Regions from separate parts of the Mus musculus genome. Here all the other regions are linked to region 5. A link is a contact called in public HiChIP or PLAC-seq and promoter capture Hi-C data. All regions are on one chromosome and are shown on one strand. The core of a region is the stretch at or near the end of the contact, and the rest is flanking DNA. Distances in the headings are between cores, read along the strand shown. Region 1 has its middle 4.9 kb from the start of Gm46242. Region 2 overlaps Twist2 (twist basic helix-loop-helix transcription factor 2). Region 3 has its middle 41 kb from the start of Gm46242. Region 4 overlaps Twist2 (twist basic helix-loop-helix transcription factor 2). Region 5 holds the start of Ndufa10 (NADH:ubiquinone oxidoreductase subunit A10).

The links. Promoter capture Hi-C pulls out the DNA fragments that hold promoters and counts their contacts. HiChIP or PLAC-seq counts read pairs in DNA pulled down with a chosen protein or histone mark.
Region 1: a FOXA1 HiChIP or PLAC-seq map of pancreatic cancer cells shows a contact between it and region 5. The contact joins the enhancer-like site here to the promoter of Ndufa10 in region 5. A contact is called at or near these places in 9 of 39 promoter capture datasets (the 3T3-L1 cell line, the C10 cell line, HPC-7-derived erythroid cells and 4 more), 1 of 484 Hi-C or Micro-C datasets (bone marrow-derived macrophages), 13 of 115 datasets of contacts at active chromatin or transcription factors (the NIH/3T3 cell line, astrocytes, bone marrow-derived macrophages and 6 more) and 1 of 9 other capture datasets (adipose tissue).
Region 2: a promoter capture Hi-C map of hippocampal neurons shows a contact between it and region 5, with 2.7 times the contacts expected there. The contact joins the enhancer-like site here to the promoter of Ndufa10 in region 5. A contact is called at or near these places in 3 of 39 promoter capture datasets (the SN4741 cell line, embryonic stem cells and hippocampal neurons), 1 of 484 Hi-C or Micro-C datasets (bone marrow-derived macrophages) and 10 of 115 datasets of contacts at active chromatin or transcription factors (embryonic basal ganglia, embryonic forebrain, embryonic stem cells and 4 more).
Region 3: a contact with region 5 is called in a promoter capture Hi-C map of embryonic stem cells, with 5 times the contacts expected there. The contact joins the enhancer-like site here to the promoter of Ndufa10 in region 5. A contact is called at or near these places in 22 of 39 promoter capture datasets (the 3T3-L1 cell line, 3T3-L1-derived adipocytes, the C10 cell line and 11 more), 1 of 15 datasets of contacts at CTCF or cohesin (embryonic stem cells), 1 of 484 Hi-C or Micro-C datasets (bone marrow-derived macrophages), 31 of 115 datasets of contacts at active chromatin or transcription factors (Th17 cells, bone marrow-derived macrophages, double positive thymocytes and 16 more) and 4 of 9 other capture datasets (adipose tissue, embryonic stem cells, liver and 1 more).
Region 4: a contact with region 5 is called in a FOXA1 HiChIP or PLAC-seq map of pancreatic cancer cells. The contact joins the enhancer-like site here to the promoter of Ndufa10 in region 5. A contact is called at or near these places in 5 of 39 promoter capture datasets (the 3T3-L1 cell line, 3T3-L1-derived adipocytes, the C10 cell line and 2 more), 1 of 484 Hi-C or Micro-C datasets (the C2C12 cell line) and 10 of 115 datasets of contacts at active chromatin or transcription factors (the SCID.adh cell line, embryonic forebrain, embryonic stem cells and 4 more).

Annotation. Positions count from the first base shown.
Region 1 is chr1:91,872,127-91,877,455 of GRCm38.p6, forward strand. No RefSeq gene overlaps it. Among named protein-coding and RNA genes, the nearest start is that of Gm46242, 4.9 kb to the right of the region's middle. Within about 2 kb of position 2,700, at least 37 of the 459 cell types and tissues checked have an H3K27ac peak or open chromatin away from gene starts, as enhancers often do. A contact at or near this core is called in pancreatic cancer cells, where this site is marked.
Region 2 is chr1:91,838,580-91,843,677 of GRCm38.p6, forward strand. The region is part of intron 1 of Twist2 (twist basic helix-loop-helix transcription factor 2); the gene reads left to right. Among named protein-coding and RNA genes, the nearest start is that of Gm46117, 9.8 kb to the left of the region's middle. Within about 2 kb of position 1,267, at least 17 of the 459 cell types and tissues checked have an H3K27ac peak or open chromatin away from gene starts, as enhancers often do. A contact at or near this core is called in hippocampal neurons, where this site is marked.
Region 3 is chr1:91,917,729-91,922,743 of GRCm38.p6, forward strand. No RefSeq gene overlaps it. Among named protein-coding and RNA genes, the nearest start is that of Gm46242, 41 kb to the left of the region's middle. Within about 2 kb of position 2,508, at least 35 of the 459 cell types and tissues checked have an H3K27ac peak or open chromatin away from gene starts, as enhancers often do. A contact at or near this core is called in 3T3-L1-derived adipocytes, embryonic stem cells, hippocampal neurons and 1 more, where this site is marked.
Region 4 is chr1:91,819,971-91,825,008 of GRCm38.p6, forward strand. All of the region lies in intron 1 of Twist2 (twist basic helix-loop-helix transcription factor 2), which reads left to right. All of the region lies in intron 1 of Gm46117 (a long non-coding RNA gene), which reads right to left. Among named protein-coding and RNA genes, the nearest start is that of Gm46117, 8.8 kb to the right of the region's middle. Within about 2 kb of position 3,776, at least 72 of the 459 cell types and tissues checked have an H3K27ac peak or open chromatin away from gene starts, as enhancers often do. A contact at or near this core is called in 3T3-L1-derived adipocytes, the C2C12 cell line and pancreatic cancer cells, where this site is marked.
Region 5 is chr1:92,471,789-92,477,013 of GRCm38.p6, forward strand. It overlaps Ndufa10 (NADH:ubiquinone oxidoreductase subunit A10), which reads right to left and starts at 1,970. Exons shown (of 10, transcript NM_024197.1): 1 at 1,875-1,970. The coding sequence starts at 1,949.

The DNA.
Region 1 (5,329 bases), core at 1,450-3,949, 600 kb before region 5:
TGGTCCCATGGGGTGGGTTGTTTCCTCTCTGAGACGGAAGTCTTTCATTCCAGAGTTTATTGGTGGCCTCTGGCCCCTGCTCATGCTTGAATGTCACTTCCCCACAACATCCCTTCACCCACTCTGTTCCCTCCATGGCTGCCTTCTGCCCTGGCTAATACCAGGCTGTGCCTTCCTGTTGGCTGTTGTCCTTGTTCTGTGTTCTACAGCCAGGTTAGCATCTCTTTTGTCCGTGTTCTCCCTCCCACACCAAGGTAAGTGACAGCTGACGATGCTGTCATTTCAATCCAGGGACAATTCCACACTAAGCAAACTCTCCGGCAGCTCACTGAGCCCCTCCCCACGCTCACATAGATGTGAGATCCAGAAGGTGTTTGCTTAAACCCCTGACCTACATTCTCCATCACGCAGTCATCCAACCTGGAAATGGCTGGGCAGCCGCATTGCCAACACAAACAGGGCTGCACTGTGCTGTGCTCTCAGTGGCTCTGCACCCCTCCCACCTTCTCTGCCTGCCTGGGCCACACACCCATCAAGCAGGAGGAGGGCACCTCCACTGTGATACCCTCCCAAGGACTGCAGATCAGGCTGATTCCTTTGCAGTGGGGTCTCTAGGGCCTGGCTCTGCCCTAAACATACACGCAGCTCTCCCGAGATTCCTTGGAAGCACAGGACAGAAAATCTCACGTTTCTCTTCTAGCTTTCAAATGCAAGCTGGGGCTGTAACTAAGGGGTGTGGCTTGGGGCTGAACAGTCTGTAAAGACTCTTCTAAAATAGACAGGAGGCAGCTGGAGGCTTTGCACCTCTGTCTTGTGGCTTTCAGGGGGACCCAGGGCCTGCAAGTCTTAGGTTCTAGTGTGAGAAGAGGTTACTTACCACTGTTCTGATCAGCCTGACTGAGGCCCAGGAAATAAAGAAAAAGCAAATACAAGAACAGGAAACCTGATGGAGAAGCTGTAATACCCCAGAAGCTGATGTGTTTATTATAGAGCATTTGGCAGGGGGGACTATAGCATACAGCTGTCCATGGAAGTGGGTATATTACAGAAAACAAGGAGTCAGGGTTATTATATACAGCTGAAAAGGGAGACAGGTTTTGCTCATCTCAAGAGAAGCAGAGCTGTCTTCGAGCTGTAAACCTCCCTTGGGAGGATGTATGGTGGACATTTTCTGTACACATTATCAGCATCTACACTCAGACCTGAGGAAGACTTTGCCACCTCCACGGGGCTGAGGCATTAGGGGTCCTTGGTATGTGGCTATGTCCATATCAACAGCACACATATACCCAGGATTTCACCTCACTGTTCTGCCCCCCCCCCCCGTAGGGGGCGGTGAGAACAGGTAAGAAAATGCCCAGAGTACAGGGGGTTTCCTACAGGGACCCTGAAATGCTGGGTTTTTCCTCTATAGATATGGCAAGCCCAGGGAAGGGTGGGTTTTGTAACCCTCAGCCCCCTCCCCCAAGGTGTGCACCCACTAGGGAACCTCGGGGGCCTGAAGCCTGTCACTGTTCAGCACTGGCTGTTTCACGGAGCCCTGGGGAAAGGCTCCAGTCAGCTTCTTCCTTTCCCATCTCCATCTGGTACCCAGCTCCGAGCTCTCCTCTACACAGTCCCTGAGACAAGACCATGTGATCTCCCAGCTTCTTCTCAAAACATCCTGGCAGCTCCCTGGCTGGAGACCCAGTGGCACTAAATAGAAATTTATGTGACAGGCCTCAGGGGAAAAGCCCAGAGGAGTTTGTTTAAAAGTAAATTCGTCAAGCCGAGCTGAGTCAGGGTCTGACCTCCAACCTCTGCTGACCCTCCCCAGCAAGGGGGGAGAGAGTCCAGCTACATCAACAAGCCACACCAGGGGATCCCACTGCAGACTTGTATCCCTTTGCCACCAAGAGATTAGCCCTGAGGTGACCGCAGCTACCCACACGTCAGGTCCCTCGGTTGTTACCTGGAGCATCTCCAGTCCTCACTGTCCTCCTTCCTCCAGTCCTCACTGAGCTGCCCCACCTTTGGCTCCCATGCTTTCCCTTATCCTGGTGCCCACCTACTCAGGTAAACCAGGGTCTGCTCAGCCCAACGAGCGGAGACCATTTTTCTTGCTCTGGCTATCAAAGGCAAATCCATGTGTGGCCACACAGACAGGGAGAGTGTCTGCTTATCTGGAGGCAACCGGCCTGTGTAAGCTTCCTTTCAATGCCCCATACCACCCTCTATTGATGTTCCTGGGACCAACAAGCCATGCCAGGACCAGGACTAATGAACCACTAGCATGGAGCACCAAGGAATCCACAGACAGCTGGCTGCTCTCACCTTGAACACTAGAAGGGGATGAGGGATGAAGTAGGTTGGGGTGCTCCTGGCAGAGAAGAGATTGAGGGAGGGGCGCAAGTCTCAGACCTCAGGTGTACACGTAGGTAGGGTTTTCCCGTTCTGCGGTTCTAGGGCTTTAGAGGCCAAGGTTCAGGTCATTGTTTCTCCAAGAACATCTGTCTGCTTGGCCCAAGCCCTCTGCCACAGCCTGGAGTCCTTGGCCCAGCTTTCTTAGCCACCCTTTAATGAAGCCTGGTGCAACAGGTTAGACTGACCCACCCTCACCCAATGCCCATCTTGTCTCCTCGGCCCCTTTTCTTCACCTGCTCTGTGGCAGCCAGAGACCTTGGGCTGTGTGGTCACATGGGCTGTTGACCATCTCAACCACACTGAAATCTCCTCTGCCACCTGGTGGCTAAAGCTCGCAATTGCTGCTGTTCTGTGACTGACCTGGAGCTGACCACTTGGGCAACTCTTAGGTCCTTGGGGAACAACCCAGAGAACTAGTCCCCTTCTGAGTCACAGATGATGAGAAAAGTTGTTATCTGTGAGGCCCTGTGTCCCTGACCCTGACAGAGTCCAACAGGGAAGCAGAGGACCTACCTGAGAAGACCCTCAAGCCCTACCGTTGGGAAGGAGATGTGGATACAGGATCCACAGGGTTCCTAGCCATAGTAACCCCCAAGAGCACCATGAGTACTGTAGTCTTTCAGGATGAAGGGCTCTCCCACAGGCCTGTCTCGCCTGCAGCAAGCCTCCCTGCTGTGTGTACCTGTGGGCACACCCAAGGGCCAGAGTGGCATAATGCCAGCTCCCTCTCCCTTGCTTGCTCTCAGCCATAGTCTTCTGTGGACCAGGGTATGGAAGTACACAGAGGTCCCAGCTCACACATAAACCTCCACACCAGCCCTATCGTCTCCATAGCGATGACCCAGAGTGCAATTGGAGAAGCCTTTCCAAGACCCCAGACTGCACCCTTTCCTGTGTCCCAGGGTTGGGCTGAGGAAGTGGCCAGGGTACATCCCTGGGCTCACTGCCTGGAACTCCACCCCAAGTAGCTAAATGTAGTTACCCCAGAACTCAAGGGCCCTGGAGAGGAACACTAGCCCCACAGCAGGCCCACCCTTTCAACTCCTGAGGCAGGGGCATAAACGCTTGACCCTTTCCCTCATGGACAGTACAGGAGCCCTCGGGCCTGAATCCACCAACACCACAAGCATGCGCTCAGGATTTCCTTCATTATGTTGTTCTTGGCCTGGGTTCATCATGCATAGTGTGGGTTTGCTGGGGACAGTTTCTTTCATGTGCATCATTGTGCTTTGACCTTATTGGCTCCTTCATCCCTTCAGTCCTCCTCCCCTTTCTTCCTCAGACTACTCCCTTCCCATAGTCTCCATCCTCTTCATGTGGCTAGAGATATATAGGTTTACACACACACACATACACACATATATACACACGTGTGTGTGTGTGTGTGTGTGTGTGTGTGTGTGATATTTGTCCTTTTGCATCTGCTTATTTTACTTAACGTGATCTCTGGTTGCATTCTGTTTTTCTAATAAGTGGTATCATTTTGTCCCTCTTCATGGCTGAGTAAAACCCCATGTGTGTATGGACCACATATTCTTTATCCATCCATCTACTGACAGACAAGCTGGTTCCCTGACTCAGCTATTGTGACTAGCGTCTCAAAAAGTGCAAGTGTGGAGGTGTTGCTGTGATGTGCCTACAGTAGATTCCTCCAGGTCTCTACCAGGAGGTAGGTTCTCTGTTTGCTTTAAGGAATCTTCATACTAATTTCCACAGTGGCTGGGCTCATTTATATCCTCACCAACAGTGGCTAAGGACTTAAGGACTTCCTTTTGGCCCCACCAGCATAGAGGGGAATCTTTTGTACGTGTGGAAGCATTCACCTGTGCAAAAAAAATCTATGGCTGGGGCTGGGGCTGGAGCTGGAGCTGGAGAGATGGCTCAGCGGTTAAGAGCACTGACTGTTCTTCCAGAGGTCCTGAGTTCAATTTCCAGCAACCACATGGTGGCTCACAACCATCTGTAATGGGATCCAGTGTGCTCTTCTGGTGTCTGAAAACAGTAGCAGCAATATATATATATATATATATATATATATATATATATATATATATATATAGAGAGAGAGAGAGAGAGAGAGAGAGAGAGAGAGAGAGTGTGTGTGTGTCTATGGTCAGTGAGCTGCGGCAGGATGAGAAGGTAGAATACCTGGCAGAAAGAGAACTCTGAGAGATAATCAGGTACTGGAGTTTTCACCCCAGACACAGAAGAAGATGGTCTCATAAAACAGAGGACCAGGTAACCAGCCACATGGCATGGCTTAGAATAAAATAGATGGGTAATTAAGTCAGGAGCTAGTCAGGGAACAGAGGCAAGGCTGTGTGCCTAGGCATTTATCCATATATAAGAAGCCTGAGTTCTTATTTCATGAACCTGGGTATGGGTAGAAAGGCCCAAGGTTACAGATGGCTTTAACTTAACTACACACCAGCATTTTTAGCTTGATTTCTTCCTTCTTTTCTTTTCTTTTCTTTTCTTTTTTTTTTCTTTTCTTTTTTGTCTTGTTGTTGTTCTGTGTGATAAAGCTATGGCTATCTTAGACTCTCTTTGTCTAGGATACCAGGCTGGCCTTAAACGCACAGAGATCCACCTGCCTCTGCCTCTGCCTCTGCCTCTGCCTCTGCCTCTGCCTCTGCCTCTGCCTCTGCCTCTGCCTCTGCCTCTGCCTCTGCCTCTGCCTCTGCCTCTGCCTCTGCCTCTGCCTCTGCCTCTGCCTCTGCCTCTGCCTCTGCCTCTGCCTCTGCCTCTGCCTCTGCCTCCTAAATGCTGGAAATAAAGGCATGCACCACCGTGCCCACCATAGCTCCATTTCTTCATGGCTGTTCTTTGGCTGGGATGAAATAGACTCTCAACACTTCCCATGTTTACTGAAGACTTGTGCTTCGTGTTCTGTGAACTGCCTGTTCGTAGTCTTTTTAGTTCATTT
Region 2 (5,098 bases), core at 17-2,516, 630 kb before region 5:
AAAGGGACAGAGTTAGCTCCTGGGATGTGGGGTCACTGATGGGCAGTGGATAGAGAATGACCCTGCAGTGACCCTGGATAGAGGCAAACCTGACCCTTCTCTGGTTATTTTGGGACCACCAGTTTGGAAGTGTCATTCCAAAAAGTCAGCCTGAAGTCCCTGAAGGAGACAGCCAAGCCCAATGGAGAAGGGGAATGATGAAGAGAATAAGGGGTTTCCCTTTTGTCACACAGGGCAAGCCCAGGACAGATGCATTGAACTAGAGAGAGGACAGATGTTCAGAAGACCCATATGGCCATCTTTGCCCAACCTCACCCTAATTCTTCCTGCAAATGACTTTCTTTTGAGGGTCCAAAAGTGCCAGGATACTGCCACCCAGAAATAGCCATTGAACACAGAGTTCTCGGCAGCTCAGATGCACTGGGCTCACCCTTTCCAAGACCACACCAGCTGCAGCAGGATCAGAGCGGCAGGTCCCAAAGTGGAGCATACAGTCATGACCTACCCCATCAGCAGCCTGGGGGTGGGGGAATTGTATAGCATCGCATGCAATCTGGGATTATGGGAGGAAATGGAATGCCATCCATGGGTCATCACAGGGCGGTAGAGAAGCCTTGTGTCCTAGAGGGTTAAAGGACCCCTTCTGCCACCAGGGTGGCTCCTGGTCTCTGCTCTGGCTAGCTTTGTAGAAGCCTATGGTTAGTGCCACAACCTCCTCACTGTCTGATGAGATACACAGCCAAGCTCTGGCCCAGCTCTCTAGAGTCAAGGTTCAGAAGCCCACAAAGGAGACCACACAGTTGCTGCTTCAGGTAGGTGAGTGCTACAATAGCCCTTTGAAGGGTAGAAACCTCCTGTGAGGGGCCTGGGCACAGCCACCCAGAGGAAACTATAAAAACAAATGAGTCCCAGAAGGCCCATTGCTTGGCAATGTTCATTTGCCTCAGAGAAAGAACAGCCTGTCTCTATCCCTCCTCCAGAGCCCACTGACATCCTTCATCTCACAGAGTGCCCCCCACCCCCCATCTTCTAACTCCCCGAAAGGTCTCTTTCAGCTACTGTTTCAATTCAGAAGTCTCAGACTGGTGGTGAGTCAGGGGTTTGGTGCCACTCCTGTGGCTCTGAACTTTACCCGTATAACCTTCCCACCACCGGAGTCATCACGAGGCCTCTCGGAAGTGTGTGCAGGCAGACATGTTGTCTAGGAGAGAAGGAAGCCCAACTGCTGCACACTCCACCCTTGTCCCATAAATCTACACTGATCACTCCCACGTAGCTCCTAGCACCCAGTACCCAATTTCTAGTACCCAGCATCATTACTCCTAACTAGCCAGCACCAGAAGAATTCAGATTAAGCTGGCTCTTGGTTCTTGTAAGGTGGTCTCTTTACTACAGATATTCGCTGTCTCCAACCTGCCCTGCCCCGGCCCTTCCCTGCCCTGCCTTACTCTGAGCTGAGTTGGCTGCAGGATCTGGATTAGAAGAAGATTTTGCCTTTGGAAGCAAAACACGTTGCTTCTTCCCTGTCTGTGCACATGTATTTGTCAAAATGACAGCCTGCTGGGGGAGGCAGCAACAGGGTGTGTGTGTGTGTGTGTGTGTGTGTGTGTGTGTTGTGTGTAGCTTGGAGCTGGCAGGAGGCTTGAGGCTGCTCAGAGCTGGTCTCCCCTCAGAGGCCCCGAGCTCTCCTTGAATCTCTTACACAGTAGGAAATGAAGCCCTTTTAGCTGATTAGGTGACTTGGTGCTTGTCCCCAGCATCGTGGGCGGGTGATCACTGAGGGTGGCCAGCACTGTCTACTGTATGACCCATAAAGAGACTGTCCTGAGAAACCCACAGCTTAAATGTCTGAGATCTTTGAAACGACCTGTCCCAACCTTAGAATGGTGGTCATGGTAGAGCCAGGCCCAGACAGGGAACAGCAAAATGTCCATGGTCTTGTGTTTGCCATTATGCTAAGCTTCTGTGTGATAGAGGTGGTCTCATCTTCAGTTTCCTTCTGTATGGTGCCGAGCAGCTACTTCGTAGGAACAGCCAAACTGTGCATGTTCCGAAGCAGCTCCTGGGTGTGAACAGCCAAACTGCGCATGCTCAGAAGCAGCCTAGCCAAGCTGGGAACTTTGATCCATGTAGGTGTAGTTCTGGGGTCCCAAGTGACAACTGAGAGCCTCCTGGGTCACACTCTGCAGCCACTGTGCCTGCTTTTGGGTTGCAGAATCCAGACTCAGGCAGCTCACCATGAGCACGATCCATCATCCTGGGCCCCTTGCGATGCTTGGTGGGCACCACCAGCCCAGGGTTCCTTCTGCCTCTCTGTCAAGGAGAGGAAAACACTCTGACTGCCAGCTTTGGTAAGGCACACACACAGGCATCACCTCCTGGTCTCAGGGCCTTAGAGATTCCCTGGGGTGGTGGGGAGTAAGGTTGGCCTGAAGGTAGGCTCAATAGTGTCTTCTCTCTGCCTACTAATGTCAGTGTGGTCTTCACCAACTGTCCTTCTGTAACAGGTGACAGCTGAGTGTTCTGAGGCTCAGCTGTCTCTCTACAATACCGAGTATGAGGGCCAGAAGACAGGACCTGGGCCCACTGTTCCCCAGTGTGAGCTGTCACTGCCATTGCAAAGTTTGTCTTTCCACCATTACTAATCCCTCTACCTGAGCTGCCCTCAGCCCACCCTGGTCCAGGCCTACCAGGCCTCCTGCAGTCAGCAGCCCCTGCTCACCAGGCATGGTGGAAGCTGTTCTAAGATGTCTCTGGTCTCTTTACTGTGTCCCTTTTTCGACAGCTACTAAGTGCATGTCATGTGCTGTTGACAAGTGTCTTAGTGGCTGTCCTATCGCTGTGATGAAACACCATGCCCAAGGCAACTTTTAGCTTACAGCTTCACAGCATTAGTCCATGGTCATCATGGTGAGAAGCAGACTGGCATGACATTAGAGCGCTAGTTGAGAGCTTCCCATCCTGATCTGCAGGCACTGTTCAGAGAAGGAGACAGGGGAATGCTGGCTTTGGAAACTTCAAAGCCCATCTCAGCGACACTTTCTCCAACAAGGCCACACCTCCTAATCCTTCCCAAATAGTTCCATCAACTGGGAGCAAAGATATCAGCCTGTGGAGCATTCTTATTCAAATCACCACAGCTGGCATAGGGCCCCAGCTAGGGAAGGAGATAGCTTCCTTCCCTCCAGAACTTCTACCACCATGGCAGTCTGGCTATCCAGAGCACTGTCAGAAAATGTCTCCATGACCTCCAGGGCACACACAATAAGTCCATGACCCTCCAGGTAGGTCCTGCTTAGTGTTTTTGCCCAGAGAATGTGAACCCCATCCCCAAGGCCTCCCCATTCTTGAGTAGATGTTGGTATTTAGCCCAAGGTCTGGCTACAGATATCTCCCCCTGACCTCCATGTGTGATGAAGTAGGTACTTGTACCAGCCCTCCATCCTTGTGGCTTGCTATTCATTCTGAACCCACAATTTAACATTTTAGGTCATTTGGAACTAGTCTTTAAAAACAGTACGAAGGCTCATGTTTGTAATCCCAGCATTTGGAAGGCTGAGCTAGGAGGATTGAGAGTTCAAGGCCAGCCTGGGATACACACTGAAACCCTACCTATAACATTAACCAGACCAAAGCAACAAAAGCCCAAGCATATTTGCTGATGCTGTACAGTGTTTGCACGTGTCAGTGTTCCTTCCTCTGGTACTTGTACAATTGCCTTGGTGTCTGGCTGTGTTTTGAGGGAGGGAGGCTATGACTGAAAATAGGTATACATGGGAAATCTCCATTCTGTCAACCAAAAGGCTCTAAAAATGAGGCTCTAAAATAACAGTCACGAATAAATAAAATAAAATAGAAAACGTACCCTCTTGCTTGCACTCTGGAATAGCTGGCATCACACAGGTAGGAGTTACTGTTCCTTGTGGCTTCTGTTACATCCCATGACCTAGGTTTACCTATTCATATGGATCACGTGGACCTTGGGTAAGTGGGTTATTTTAGGCGGCAGTTAGTCATGGGTCCATCCCCCTGTCCTGAGTTTTCTTTGCTGAGTTTGGTAGATAAATCAGTGCAATCATGAAAAGAATGGCCATCTGGGAGTGGTGGCTCACTCATGCTTGTAACCCCAGTACTTGGGATTCAAGAGGCTGGCAAATTTGAGGCCAGCCTGAGCAATGCTAAAATGGGGGTCGGGGCAACTCAGCCTGAGTGCTGGCTCGTGGCATTTCCCTGCTGCAACTTTGGCAAGGTGTAAAACAACGTGGGTTGCCAGGGCCTAGGGGTACCCCAGCCTAGGAGGCAGCTCCAGAGCCTGTCAGCCTCCCAACCCATCCCACTGTGACTCTGCAGTTCCCCATCTTTCCCACCCTCCATTTGGCAGTGTGGGTAATGTACTGTCATCTCCAGTCATACTATGGAGGCAGAGGCTGGATACCCAAGGAGGTTCCTGTTAGTTCTATAGCTTCCCTATAGAAAGTGTCTACCTTTACCCATCAAGGCTCCAAACATTATAGAATTGTCAGGTAGGGGACATGGGTGGGAGGCCACTGAGGGTCTAACTGTTTTTTTTTTCTTTTTGTGCCTGAATCCCATAGGATTATTATTATTATTATTATTATTATTATTACTCAGAATCCAGAAATTTCTTTGTGGCATGCTTCAGTTTTCCTTCCAGACCCAAGTCCCTGCTTCAGTCTGGAGACTTCCTCTTTATTGGCTGGAAGAATATTTCTGCGCTCTCTCTCCTCAATGGCTAATGCCCATCTCAGGGCAGGGAGGCTTCTCAGCAGTGACTGACCCCGGGGCTTGTTCCTCAAGGTCTACCTCTCCGGTCATCACCTCCTTGGTTAGAACCACAGCATCCCTAAGTTTTCTGTGGCTTCAGAGTCTTTTTTGATAGTTCCCAACCTGCTCTTTGTCTTTCAAAGTGAAGCACCTCCTTCCCTGGGGCCACTTAGTAGGTGCTAGTGTGTGCTCCTCATGGAAGTCTCTGCCCCATGCACCTGATGTGTCCTCTTTTTTGATCATTGCTTGCTCAGAGTTCAGGGACTCCTGACTGCTGTCCATCCCCTCTCTCCAGCCACCCATTGGTAGTTGG
Region 3 (5,015 bases), core at 1,258-3,757, 550 kb before region 5:
GCTTTGAGCCAGCCACCCTCACTTTCTGTCAGTTGAGCTTGGAGAGCTTGAGTTGTGGTCAGTTGGTCATTAGACAGTTAATCCATCCACAGACGGGGTGAGTGGACTTTATGGGCAAAGTGACCCAGAACTTGTGCAGAGCCACTTGGAACCTGGATCTAGCAGGGTGGCCAGGCAGCCCTTGCACTGAGGGGTAAGGTCAGTGGAGGGTGACATGACCACCAGGTGGGGCCACTCTTTATATTTAGAGGGGGCTCAGAATAGGGACATAGAGCCCCAGACATTATTTGGTGGAGGGTTTTGGGCAGAGCAGAGGCAGGACCATCTGGGAGACCTGCACCTATAGCTGTCAGGCAGTACTGCCCTGGTGAGGGCCTGAAGGAAAGGGGGAAAAACTTCCAGAAACATCTGTGAATCACTCCTCCCTCTTTCTCCCCTCTCCCAGGCTGCTCTGTGACCCTGGGGGAACAAAACAATCTCTAGTGGCTGCCCTGTCCTTAGATTTTTATTTTGTTTCCATGGTAAGAAGGGTCTTTTTCCTCCCTGTCCATTTCAAACCCCCAACCAAAAAAACACCAAGCCAAGATCCCGCAGCCTCCAGGGTTGCCCTGGCTGCTCCTGGCAAGTAGGGTGAAAGCATTTGTTGCCATCATAAAGTCAGGTTGCTTCCCCGGTCTGTGCTACCAGGAAGCTTACAGCTTGATTTCCAACCCACTCCTTGCAGCTGTACAGAACCGCATGGTGTGCTGTGTGGCTCCTTTGATTCTTGGCTTCACCCCAATGTCTTTCCAGTGCCCGTCCTGTGGGCTGCCCTCTAGACTGTCCCAGCTCTGCCCACAAGGAGGATGTAGACTCCCTTATGCCAAGCTCCATCCTGAGGTCCATCCATGTCCTCAGGGTCTCCAACGGTCCTGTGGCTGCTGATAAAAGGCAGGTGCAAAGCAAGAAGTCCACCCTTTCCTCGACTCCAGCAATTCTGGGGCAGCCGTGGGGGTGGAGGTAGGGCCCAGGGCAGCCTTGCTCTGGAATTGACCGAGGGTTCCAGTGTAACCGTATCTTCTGCAGAGGTTCGGTCTCTGTGGTCCTGCTGGGTTCAAGGGGCATCATCTCTGACAATGGGGCCTGAAGCTGGGCCTCTCTTGAGGGCCATCAGCTCCCACTCCTGACTGAGAAGAGTGGGGATCAGGCTTCATGGACATGGCTGGAGTTCACAGGATGATGCTAGAGTTGTAGCCTTCACCATGGCTATGAGCCTGCTCATCAGCCCCGTGTCCAGCAGACCCCAGAGACCCCTGAGTTTTCATGCTTTCTGCAGCTTAAGGACTTTTAGTCTCTACACTCTGTCCACAAGACACCTTTGCAGGAAAGGATGTGCATGCCCATTCCATGACTCAGGTCTTCCCAACCGTATGGTCCTGTGTGTCCCAGGCAGAAAGCAGGGTCCAGCTCAACTTGGAGGACCAGATTTTCGTATATGGCATGAGCTGAGACATAGGTATCCAAGGCTTTGTAAATGTCTGTGAGTTTTCTGGACCTCCTTCCCCATCCAAGACATGGGCATGGCGTGGGCGTGGTGTGGCCGAGTGGGCGTGTGTGTGTGTGTGTGTGTGTGTGTGTGTGTGTGTGTGGTTTCTGTTGCTGCAGACATGTTACTGTGGTCCACACCAGGCCTCAATGGCATACCCCAGAGGAAGGAATAAATAAATGTTCCCTTAGCGTGAGTCAGGACCTAGACTCTCTCTAAGGTAATGCTGGTCTCAAAGAGTCTGCTTAAACTGATCTTACAAGCATAATTATCCTGAATAAAGAGAGTGGGCTTAGTCAAGTGAACGGACTGTTTTCATGGGGAACATGGAAACTGAGCCCTTGCGTGCTGAAAAGAGAGGTAACACAGGTGCCGACGCCGGGAGGCCTGGACCAGAGAAGCCTTAGAGGCAGCTGTAGGGATGGTGGGAATAGACTGTAGAGATCGGACTCCCTAGCAGCTACTTTCTAGGTGCTTCACTTGCCAGTGTTGTAACTTAATGACCCTGGGCAGCAGAGCTAGGGTCCTGGACTAGTCTGGAGAGAGCGTCCCCGGGGAGTCCCTTGTTCCCTCGCCCAGCCAGGATGCCCTGCTGAAGGCCCTCACCTGCTAATGCCTGTGGCCTTGGCTACACCATGCCTGGTAGGTTGGGTCACTGCAGTCAGTGCTGAGGCCTTTCCTGATCCTCTGGCTCTGCAGGAGTCAGGGACATCAGGTTCCTCAGCCAGCTCAGGACACCTGCCTAACCTCCCTAGCTGGCCAGGTCATGCCTTATGCTGCTTAGATGCCCCAGGGTCTGTGGGGGGGTCTCCAAGCTTGTCCTCAGGGACAGGAGGAAAGTAGACTAGGCTAGACCCCCCTGCCCCCCACCCCGCCCCCGTGCGTCCTGCACTTTCCATTAAAGAAGGAGCTGACTCCCTCCCCATCTGTTTCTTCTTCAGATAAAATCTATTTTCGGACAGAAGTATGTGCTCTGCTTTGCCACATGCCTCCCCAGTGCTCCTCTGTGGGTGGCTGCAGCTGTGGCCCAGTGCTTCTCTGCAGCATCTCAGAGTTAGGTTGGAGGGTGGGGGTGGGGGACAACGTCAGACCCGTAACCCCCTCCTGCTCCAGGGGCCTGAGGGCATTCGTATGTAAAAGCTGTGAGTTCTGTAGGTAGAAGTGTTCAGGCCCAGGGCCCCACCCTATCTTCCACTTGCCCTGGAACCTTGGGGACTCTCAGGGCTTTGCTGGCTGTCAGAGAGGTCTTAACTGCCTGGGCTGGGAGTTACCTCACAGGGCTCTCCCCAGGGCAGTGTTCAGACCCCTGAGACTTAGCTCAAACACTCAAGGACTCCTTCCCCCTATCTCCTGCCTCACTTCTCATTTGGGCGTTTTCATACTTCGTATTTTCATATCAGTGGGGGCTGGGGTGGTGGGGCCCGAGGGGCCGTCCTATCCCTAGTGACTTGGGAGTGACTTTAGGGGAAGTCACATAGACTTGAGTCTGGGTGGGGAAGGCCATCTTGCCTGTCTGAGGCCAGGGCAGCAGGAGGCAGGACTCTGGGATCATATACAGGGTGGTGTGGAGAATGCATCCAATATCAAATGCATGAATGCATCTAAGTAAGTACACAGCAAGCATAAGTAAAGACCAGGCAGGAAGTAGTGGATGGATAGAAGCGGCTGATAGACAAAAACAAAACAAAAAACAAAAAACCACCATCAAACCGGGGCATCCACAACACCCAGATGACTGGGGAAGCCATGCTGGAGCAACCTTGCTAGAATTCTTGGTCAAAAGTTCAGCAGAGCAGCTTGTCCGTGAACGGGCTTCCTAGGGAACAAGTGAACAGCAGTAAATAGATAACGTTGCCCAGCAGACACTGACAGGGAGGTTGAGGCAGTCGGTGGGAGTTCCCTGCTGAGCTTTCTCTCCATGGCTGAACTCCCAGCTTCCAGTTTCCATGTCTGACACTCTGTATATCATAGACAATAGTAACCTCTGTTGCAAATGGTTTTCCTTCTAAGCTGTTCTTAAGAACACAGTGTTTCTATTCTCAGGCCGTTTCCCATCTCGGGTTGGCTGGGAGGACGTTTGACACAAGCATGCTTGGGTCTGAAGTAGGAACATCTCAGTGAACTCAAACAGCATGTGGGCTTGCCAGAGATTCTGAACACAGGCATCTCAGTGCCAACGTCTCCATGAACTCAAACAGCATGCAGCAATTTATCAATACAATGTTCTTTCCTGGGTGTTAGAGAGCAGGACTCTGGTGGATGTGGCCAGAAGGTCACTTGCTTTTGTCCACACAGCCACTCCCCCAGGCAGTACTGTCCTCATTCCATCTGTAGCCAACAGCACTAGCGCACACCAGACCCCCTTAGCCCTCTGAGCAGCTTGGCCTCAAAGCAACTTGGTTGTGTCAAATGGCTCAAGGCACATTTTTAACTTGGACTTGGGCACAGAAAGAGAAAACATAGGGATGCATCTATGATAGAAGGGGAAAAAAAAAAACTGTCTGTGCTGAGCCAAACTCTTGTCTCCTTAGCGTGTCACATTTCCCCTGAGGGTGTGTCTCTGCAGGTCATCAGCCAAAGGGGCCTCAGGCTTGGAGGCAGGAAGGGTTCATCCCAAGGGACAAAAGTGAAAAGCCAGGAGCCGAGTCCCCAGCGCACCCAAGGGCAACTGCTTGTTCAGCGCTCCCTGGCCTGCCTCCTCCATGAGAGCTGGATGGGCTCCAGGCAAGGTACTTCTGAAGGGTAGGGTATGGAAGACACTAACTGATGGGGAGTGAGTGGGGCTAAAGTTTAGACTCTAGACAAGATAGACTCAGGGTAAAAAACCATTCTGAGCTACTCAGAAGAGAGATACAGGGCAGCTCCACGGAAGGAGCTCCTGGACTGTCGTAGCAGGATCGGGCCCTTTTCCCACACAACACTTGAGAGGCTTACACAGAACTAGGATACCTGGGAAGTTTGAAGAGAACACTCTCCCAACTAGGGTACCAAAGGTGTCAGGAATGAGTTAACACCTGTCCCAGCCCCGGGCCACCACAAGTCAAGTCAGCACTGTTCCCCAGCCTAGGACAGACTGCCCTTTCTCTCCTTGGCTGATGGCACACTGCCCCCAGCAATGGCCAGAGCACCAGATAAGGTTGGGCTCAACAGAGTCTGCCAGACCCGTGGCTTCTACTGCTGGACCCTTCATGCCTGTGGAGGAGATGCCAGAACTCCAGGCCATAGGTCCTTCCCCTCACCACCCAGAATAGCTTTCTCACCCTGGATGACAAGGGATCAGAACCAGATGTTCTTCCACACAAGAGGCTGAGGCCCACCCTATGCTATGTGCTGTGCTACCCGGCTGAGGACCTTGGATGCTGGCCACACCCTCAGCCTCCCCGGGGAATGCTGGTTCTTCCTTTGTCTTCTCATCCTGCTTGGTGCCATGGGAGCTGCCTGCTCCAAGTGGGCCTCCATATATCTAGGCCCAGCTTCCCCAGGGATTGGT
Region 4 (5,038 bases), core at 2,526-5,025, 650 kb before region 5:
TGAAGACTCAGTCCTGCCTACACCAGCCCCCAGAGTCTGGGTGTGCTGGCTCAGCTGTGGCTTCCTGCACCTGGCTCTTGGTGCCTTGGGGGAAAGGCCCTGGGAACTCAGTGAGTATAACAGTCTAAGACAGAGCTCAGGCAGGAACTGATTTAGAGGCCCCAAGCTTCTACCTGCTCTTCTGGGAGATGCTATCTGACAGTGGTACACCTTGGGCTCCATTCAACTCCAGAGCCAGGCAGGATTTGAAAAGGAAAGCTCTCAAGTCTGATTGATAACTCCAGAAACAGGATGGGGAGCCCCTGCAGGGCAAGAGGTTCTGCCTACTGCACTCAGGGGTACAGCCATATCAGACACTGGTCCCTTTCCAAGATACATCCCAAAAGACATTTCCTGGGACTTGGAGGAGAAAAATGGGCATCTAGGCAACCCTGGGTGACTACATCTGTGACAAGCTACATTCTCAGTGCAGCCTCTGCTGATGTCATGCTCTAGAATAGTCTACGACAGAGTGAGTTTCAAGAGGCAGAAGGCAGGTCTCAAAAGGGTCGGTGGGCATCGGGGGCCCAGGCCACAAACAAGGAGGGAATCAATCATTCCGGTTTCCCTAGGGTGGTGGCAAGGCTGGTGTTACCATAGTGTTTAGCGATATGTAGGACAAAGGAGGAGGCGGTTTGATGGCTTAGCCTGGCAGAGTCTCCTGGGCTGGGGGCTCTGGTGGGATCAGCTTCTGAGAGCAGGCAACAGAGGCTTAAGGAACGGTGAGATGGCAGACTGCCAGCAGCCGCGCACAGCAAGCAAATGGTTGAAGCGTTTTCTTGCAAAAGATGAGTCTGGGGAGGACTCAACGGACAGTTGAGTCCCACTTGCGGTAAGCAGAAAAACTGGTCTGCACGGGGTGGGAAATGGCTCCTAGTGCAGTGAGAATCAGTTTCAAGGGGGAAAGGGGGACTGGTCCATGCTGCTGCTGTGACTTTTCGTCTAGAGTTTCTCAGTCCCCAGCACCCACATAAAACCTGAGGAAGATGTGGGGGAAACATCGGCAAACCTGGAACTGTAGAGCAGACACAGAACTCAGAGCTGGGACAGTGAATTTCATGGTTCTATGGGAGAATGCGTCTCAGACAATAAAAAGATAGGGAAGAACAGAGGAAGACAACCTGATGCCAACACACACACACACACACACACACACACACACACACATGCATGCACATGCACACACACACGAGTTAATATCCAGAATATATAAATAATTCCAAAGATTCAACAATTAAAATGAGCTGAAAGTTTGGATAGACATTCCTTGAAAGAGAAAGAAATGAAAAGAAAGCCCATGAGATACTCCACAACACGGCTGACCTTCAGTGATACACAAATGCCAGCCACTGTGAGAGTCCACCTCACCCCCCCACCCCCAGGAGGAAGCTTCTAGCAAAGCCAAACAATCAAACAACAGCAAGCATTTGAGAGATGGCTTGGTCGTGGAGGAGCCTCTTCAGGTACCCAGAGAAGGAGCATCACAGACGTCCCAGAGGGAACTGAGAGCCCTGTCTTTCCAGTCCTCTGTCTCTTCCATCAGGCTTGAGAGCCATTTCTGTTAGCATATGCCTCAAGGTCCGTCCAGGTTACAGCTATGCCAGGATTTCAGTTTTTAAGGCTAAATCATATTTAATGTTGTACAGCATTATTCATAGTCACTGGTCTGTGGATGAACAACTTGCCTGCTTCCCACTTCACAAACCCCTCAAAGTCACAAGGACCAAGAGCCTGACTCCATCAGTAAGACTGGCCATTCTAAACTGTCCCCAGTGTGTATCAGGCCATGAGTCCATGCCATGAAGATTTCTGTAGATGCATTGGTCACCTGTCGAGCTAACTGTCCTAATATTAGAAGTTTTGTGGGCATGTGCTGGCACCCCACGTCTGCTCCCTGGGTATGCCTCTCCTTCTCTTTATGTACAGGTAGGTAGATGCCAGATTTCAGTGCACACACAGCCTCTGGTTGATGTACAGACTCAGCCCTCTCTTTTGAAAATCAGTAGCTCTGATTCAGGTTAGAAATTGCTAGAAGACCTGCCATCCATACAGTCACTCTCCTGACCCACCAAACCTCCACACTGCCTTGGCCCCCCAGCCCTGGCCTACAGTACAGACCATGGCCTAGCCAGGTCTTACCTAGAACACCATTTCCCTGGGCTAAAGTTCAGATGGTAAAAGAAATGGCTTTACCTTGGGCTGACCTTGGCACTCGAGGACACAAAGTTGACCCGGAACACCTACAACTGATCCAGGAACTCTGACTGGAGACTATTCTAAGGACGTGATGCCAAAAAGTTAGAGAGGGCGTGAAGATGGTCAAGGCCTGTTGCTGAGACCCTGACCATGGGTCCTTTGCTTTCCAGTTACCATGGCAGAGATATCTCCGTGTTTGTAATTATAAAACACAATGTAAAGGTTGCCATCCTTACAGTGTTTAGGTGTGTGGTTCTGTGGCACTGATCAAGCTTGCACTGTTTGCTAGGTGAGTAATTTCATCACACACTGTAACAACCGTCAGAAGCACCCGCCTCTACACCCTCATTAAACACTAACTCCCATCTCCTGCCCTGGCTCTTGGTGCCATTCTAGTTCCTGCCTCTGGGGACCTCCTATGACAGGAATTCCACAGGATTTATCACTGTAACTAGCTTACTTCAGTTAGCATATGCCTCATGGTCCACCCAGGTTACAGCTATGCCAAGATTTCATTTTTTTAAGGCTAAATGATATTTCATGTTGTACAGCTTCCCACTTTTGACTTTCATGAATACTGTGGCTATAAGCACAGTATGCTCTTCTATCATGCTTTTTGATGTCCACAAAGCTTGTTCTATCACGGTGATCAACTGGGTCCGCGTAGCACTGGATTCCCTGACTTATCCTCCAGATGTGGGTGGACCCTCACATCTATGTTCTGGGTTTCACGGTCTCTTTATCACACCAGTCCCCTCCCTGTGACCAGCTGTCCTCACGGAGACTCTGTTCATAACGTCCCAGAGAAGCAGAAATGAAATCCACAGGGAAGGCACCGGCTCTAGGACAAAGAACCACAGCCTATCACAGCCTGAGTGGATTTACAGTGTTCTTGTCACTAGACGGCTCCAGCTATGAAAGACAGTTGTTGGCATCGCCTCTTTTGAGATGGTTTGATCTGTCAGGGCAAACCAGGGAGGGAGGCAGGGCAGCTGGTATCTGTCACTCTCCTGGGCCACAGAGGACTCAGTTCCATTTTTCTTCACTGGGTTGAAACATGGCAGTCAGAAGTCTCTCAAGGAGCCTTGAGGACAGGATGGGGGGATGTCCCCTTCAGGACTTAGCAGAAGAAAAGGTCATCTCAGGACCCCTCTGACTGTACTGCCCACTGGGACAGAAGAGTTCCAGCCATTCCACCACTGGATAAAGGTAGACTTGGCCAAGAGATGAAAGAGGAAATTTGGAAAACTCTGTGATGCTGACCAACATTTCCTTAGAGAGTCCCTGTGGCTGTGTGCTCCATGTGGCTGGAAACTGTGGGATCTCACACCATCTGTAAGGGCTGGGCTTCCAGCCGCTGCAACACTGCAAATTCCTGGTGACACAGGAGCCAAAGGCACTTTGTGAACTTCTACTCCCTCACCAGGGGACAGCGTGAGTCAGGCCATACAAATTCCCATGATGTCAGCCACTCTGCTTAGCTTCTGGGACTCCTAGGTCCCTGTGCCTTTCTCCCCCTGTCCCCAAGTAGCAAAGCATAAATAAACAGATGGAAAGTTACCTCACAGATCCCTGGCAAAGCCCTCTGGCCCTGCACAGCCCTGGCTGGGTGAAAGTTTACTTTAGAAGATTCTGATGCAATAAAGACAGACAAAGGAGGTGGCTGGTCATGGGCTCTAGCACTGTCGGGGCTTGGAGGGAAATGGATGCAGGAAAGGCCCAGGCTTCAGGTTAGAGTTCAGGTCTCCAGCTCCATAACTCTGGAAAGAGAGAAAGAAAGAAAGAAAGAAAGAAAGAAAGAAAGAAAGAAAGAAAGAAAGAAAGAAAGAAAGAAAGAAACCCAGTGGTCATCTGTGCCCCTTACAAGCTAACTGCTGTCTACTACTACTGCCAAGAAGCTCACTATTAGGAGACACAGCCAAGTGTGCTGGTGTTCACTTGCAATCCCAGCAGGAACACGGAAGTGAACGTAAGAGGCTGGGAGCTGGCTCGGCTGGCAGTGTTTGCTGCAGGAACATGAGGACCCAGGTTCAACCCCTTGAACCTGTACGCAAAAGTTGGGTGACGTGGTAAAAGTGTTTTCAATCCCAGCACCGTGGAGGCAGAGACAGGAGGGTCCCGAGGGCTCAAAAGTAACTGGGAGATCCGGGGAGGGATCTGCCTCAAAAGATAAGGCAGAGAGCAACTGAAGAAGAGCACTCTGACCCGCCCTACTTACATACATGTGCACACACACCTGCATGCATATGTGCACCCAAAAACACCCCCAGCAAATAAATATGTAAATAAAGTCCAAGGCCAGCCTCAATTACATAGTAAGGACCAGGCCAGCCTCAGAAACACAGTGAGACCTTATCTCAAAAGTAAGTGCAGCGGTGAAGAGCACTGGTTGTTCCTGCAGACGATTGAAGTTCTGTTCTCAGCACCCATGCCAGGCAGCTCACAACCATCAAAAACACAAGCTCCAGGGGCTCCGGCAACCTCTTCTGGCCTCCATGGGCACTTATACCCACATGCACACTGGCATACACATAATTAAAAAAGAAAACATTTACGTGCATGCATACATACATACATACATACATACATACATACATGCATAAGATGCATGAAGCCTGAGCAGATGGTAAGCAGGAGCTTCATGGATGGTAGAGACATCCACCTGGGAGAGCCTGTGTCTAGCTGAGTCCTGATTCCTCTATCCCATGTACACCGCTATTAGACAGAACTGGGTTTCAGCAGCAGTTGCAGAGACAAAAGTCTTCCCTATGATGTGTCAACATAGCAGAAGCTACATCAGAAG
Region 5 (5,225 bases), core at 720-3,219:
GGAACCAGGAGATGTGCTGTGTGTGTGTGTATGCTCACTGGATGCTCATAAATGCAAATGACTTCCAGCACCCACGTCAGCACCCATACAGCAGGATGCTCTGTACTGCTAAGGAGTGCAAATGGGATGGTCGGTAGAAGACAGATGGTTATAAAACTACAGCCTCACTAACAAACCAGCAAACACATCACCCAATGATAGGAAACATTCCCACAAGAAATTTGCATGCATACTTTTTTTTTTTTTTTTTTGGTTTTTCGAGACAGGGTTTCTCTGTGTAGTCCTGGCTGTCCTCGAACTTACTCTGTAGACCAGGCTGGCCTCGAACTCAGAAATCCACCTGCCTCTGCCTCCCAAGTGCTGGGATTAAAGGTGTGTGCCACCATGCCCGGCTTTGCATGAATACTTAAATCAGCTTTTTCACAATTGCCTTATGGGGAAACTACCAAGATGATCTTCAATAGGTAAATGGATAAATGGCAGTATAACCAAACTATGGAATTAAAGGGAATGACTAAAAAGGCCATAAAGACACAGTGAGTCTTCCCCCACCCCTGCTGTTTTTGGGGGCTGGATTTGAGACAAGAGTCTTGCTATGTAGCCCTGGCTGGTCTGGAACTCCCTGTATACCAGGCTGTCCGAGAATTCATAGATCTGCCTGTCTCATGTTGGGATTAAAGGTGTGCACCACAACATCTGGCTTAAGAAATATTGTCTAGATTGTGTACGTGTGTGTGTGTGTGTGTGTGTGTGTGTGTTAAAAGAGAAACAAGTACTCTTAACAGCTGTGCAGCCCCACAAATAAATTCTAAGTGTAACTGTCAAAGTCTATGTAAAAAAAGAAAGCACTGTGTCAGGTAATATGTGTGACTGATTACACGAGTCTAGCATAGGCAAAATGACAAAAATCATCAAAAGCACAGTGGCTGTCAGGAGTTGACAGGGTGGGAAATAAATGAATATTAAGGACAATAGATTTTTTTTTTTTTAGGGCTGTGAACTACTCTGTGTGTATTGTAAAGTCCAAAATATAATATTGCTCATTGTGCAAAACAATAAAACTTCACAGCATAAAGAATGAACTCAATGCATGAAAAGCTTAGGGTGGAACGGGGTGTGACTGAACTTCCGACATGTGAATATATGAAACGACTTCACTGAAGAGGGTGATGTGAAGATACAGGGGAAGGAGTGTGGTCTCTGAGGGTCAAGGTCAAGAGTGGATTGTGAATATGCTCTGTGCTCTTGCTGCTGTGCTCCACTGCGATCCTAATAGGCTTAAGCTGACAGTGCTAATTCATAGTGGGGCTTAGGCTGACAGTGCCGATCCAGGCTCACATTCACACACACCTCGTCTCTCTCTGGTTCACATCTATACCTCTTTCACACACAGATCACTCCTGTTCAAAATAAAAATCCTTAGCATGACTGTCAACCCCTTTCCGATTTACCACCTATGTAGTTCTAGCTACTATAAAGCAAAGAAGTTATGATGCCGTCATAAGACGTGTCCTGTTTCCAGCCACGGTCCCCTAAGCACCTACTGTCACCCATTATTCTGCATGCACCCTAAAAGGTCCTAATCCTCCCCAATCTACCCCAAATCTCTGTTGCTGCTCCACATCACGTCACCCCAGAGTCTACAAGGCGTTCCACAAAGCAGTTTCTGAACCGATGAGCATGCGGGCCCAGGCTCCGGAGCTCCGGCATCTCGGCTCTCCGTATGCAGCCGGGAAAGTGAGTCCCGCTGCACCGGTGCTGTGAGCGGAGGCCTCAGGAGCTCGCGGCTCACGGGTCTGACAGACGCCGCCGGAGCGTCAGGGCTCGGAGCCGACAGGCCGAGATCCAAGCAAGGAGAGCCACCCGCCGCTCACCACGCGCTGGGCTCCGGCCGCGAGGCCGCGCGCGGGAGCCGACGCCGGGACGAGTCTCAGCAACCTCAAGGCCATGACTTCGCCGTCTGCGCCGGCTCAAGGACCAGAGGGACATGAACGCGACGGGGTCCTAGCTCGTCCGCGGCGCGCTGCCATGACGTCACCACTGAGTGTTCGCGGCGCCTGTCGAAAAAAGAAAATATTCCGGAACTGGGACGGGGCGGGGCCAGAGGGAAGGGGCGGAGCTTAGGCTTGTCGACGCTCTAGTTGCTTGAGCTTAGATTGTTTGGGCGAGGAGCGCGCCTAGATCCTAGACAAGTTATAGTATGAAAGTGGCAAAGGGCTAGAAGTCCTGCCTGGGCCTTGAGGCTCCCAGCTTTGAGCTCGGGTTCTCGCAGATGCTTGAGTTGTGTGACAAAAGTGTGACCCCCCACTCCCAGGTGTTCTGTGGGGTGAATCCTCTCGCTCCCCAGAATCTGTGCTGTCTCCCTGCTCCACGCCCAAACGTAGACCCACTTTCTGTTTGAGTTCTGTAGGGAGGATCCGCTCCCCGCCCTTCTGGTCGCTGAGGAGAGAGTCCATTCCCCATCTGAGTTCTAGGGGCGTCACATTCTCCCTGCCTAGGTTTCTGAGAGAAGGACCTGTCATCAGCTTGAGCCCTGTGGGGGCAACCAATTCACGACCTAGCAGTTCTGAGCTTTTGTAGTGCTAAGAGCTGAGGTGGCCACAGACCTGGCACCACCATATATCTCCAGTGCAGATCACCCTGCCTCATTTCCACAGCTGCCGACTTTATAGTCACCTCCTGGAAAGCTCTTCAGCTCCAAGAGCCTCTGAGGTGGAAGAGTGCAGTGCGCAGAAGCCAGGAAAGTGCTGATAGGGAGAGGATCCCCAAGACAATGAGGAGTTCTGGGTTGGGTTTGGACCACTTTCCATGTAGTTAACACAAAACCTCCCCCGCATTTCTGGATTTCTAGAAAGTCCTGTATCCTTACAGTACATTGAATACGGGAAGGGGAAACCTCTCCTCATTTCTTTTGAATCCTGATCATTATCTCATTTCCCTACTCCCCTCCAGTGTAATTCAAAAATCACTCAACCCCAAAAGAGAAATTTCCCAAGCACGTATGTTTTACTGAAGAATTTTACTTTATACATAAATATATGATACTAAATATGTACAGTCTCCTCCAGAAAACAGAAGCGATAATGCTTACTATCGCATGTTATGCTGCCATAACTGTCAAAGACAGTACAAAAATGTAAGACCTCCATATATCAGTATCTCAGCAAATTGAATCCAGCAACACATGAAATGAGTGGTGCACCACAAGCAATGGGATGTCATCCTAAAATCAACTGATATAAAAAACAAACTAACCAAAATAATTATGTGTGATCAGATTGCTTGGTTCAGGGAAAGCATTTGACAAAATTCAATATTCATTTAAAATAAAAGAACACATATGCTCCAACAAAGGCTACAGGGTGGCTGCTTCATCTTCATAAAGTATGCCCACAAAATCCTAAAGCTAACATCATATGAATAGAGAAAGAATGGGATAAGAGCACTGACTGCTCTTCCAAAGGTCCTGAGTTCAAATCCCAGCAACCACATGATGGTTTACAACCATCCGTAATGACATCTGACGCCCTCTACTGGTGTGTCTGAAGACACCTACAGTGTACTTACATATAAATAATAAATAAATATATATATATATAAAAAGCAAGGGGCCTGCTTTCCTCACAAGTACTCAACAAAGGAACCCCTAACCCACATAATAAGTACAAAAGATAGAAGAAGAATACATACAGGAAAAAAAGAGATACAATTATTTGTAGATTATATTATTTTTACTCAGAAAATCCAAAGGAGTTGACCAAAAAAAGCTTCTAGAATAAATAGCAAGTTCAGCCAGGTTATTCAATCCAAAAGGCAAACACAAACAAACAAAATAAAAAAGAGAAACACACACACACACACACACACACACACACACACACAGAGAGAGAGAGAGAGAGAGAGAGAGAGAGAGAGAGAGAATTACACAGTATTCTGTATGCTAACAGCATAGAAGTCAAAGCTGAATAGCAGATGGAATTCAATTTATATTTGGTCTAAGTAAACTTGTAATACTTGCATTTAAACATGACATATCTGTAGGAGGCAACACTTTAAACACTGATATAAGAAAACAAAGAAGAGTTTAATATATGTATATATAAAATCACAGATCAGAAGAAGAAACAGGCAATGTCAAGTCTTCTAAGTCTAATGGAGTTCCAACTAAAACCTCCACAAGGATGTTTTAATGGTCAGAGACAAGTTTTATTAAGTTGCAGAAATGTGAAGATGCTAGAATAGCCACAATGAATTTAAAAAGAAGAATAAAGTCAGAGGAGTTACTCTTCTGTTAATGAGCTTTATTATATGTTGATACAAAGCAAGAACATGTAGTAGTCAGGAGGGCTGTGGTGTTCATCCACAAATGAATCAGCACAAATGTTCTCAGCTGTTTCTACAACGGTGCAAACACAGTCCCATGGCAGGCAGTGCGAGAGCCATTGGCTAGCTGTGGAGAAGCAAATGAACCTTCAATAACCTTACCACAAGAAACAACAACAAAGCCTCCAACAACAGCAAAACCAAGCTTAGCATCACAAAATGGATCCTGTATTTGAATATAATATTCAAAACTACTAAGCTTTTAGGAAAAAAATAGGAGAAACATTTTGTGCCTAGGAGTAGGGGAATATTTTTAACTTGGTATCAGAAGCATCATTCAGAAAGAAAGAAAGAAAGAAAGAAAGAAAGAAAGAAAGAAAGAAAGAAAGAAAGAAAGAAAGGAAGAAAGGAAGAAGGAAAGAAAGGAAAGAAAGAAAAGAAAGAAAGAAAGTTAGTTAACTAGACTTATCAAACTCAGAAGATCCTGCTCTGGAAGAGACATTATTAAGAGGTTGAAAAGACTAACTGCAGGTGGAGAAAATATTTACAAAATAATATTTGATAACAGACCAGAGTCTAGAATACATAAACAGCTTTCTTAAATTCAGTTTGAAATAGTCCAGGGTTGGGCATGGTGGCTGGCACACTCCAAAAGTCAAGTGATGTGCTTCCATTTGTATTATATTGTGTGTTGAAATAAAATTACAGGAAGAACCAGTTAGGTGCTTCTGGAGGACACAGTATGAGGATGTGGGTGTAAGTCAGCAACACCAGACATCTTCCAGTGATGGAAATGTTCTGTTCCCCTGACTACACTGTGTCCACAACTGTCACAACTGTGCACATTCTGTGACACATGAATCTGTGTAGCTGATGGAACTTGAACAAGTGCAGCAGGGTGT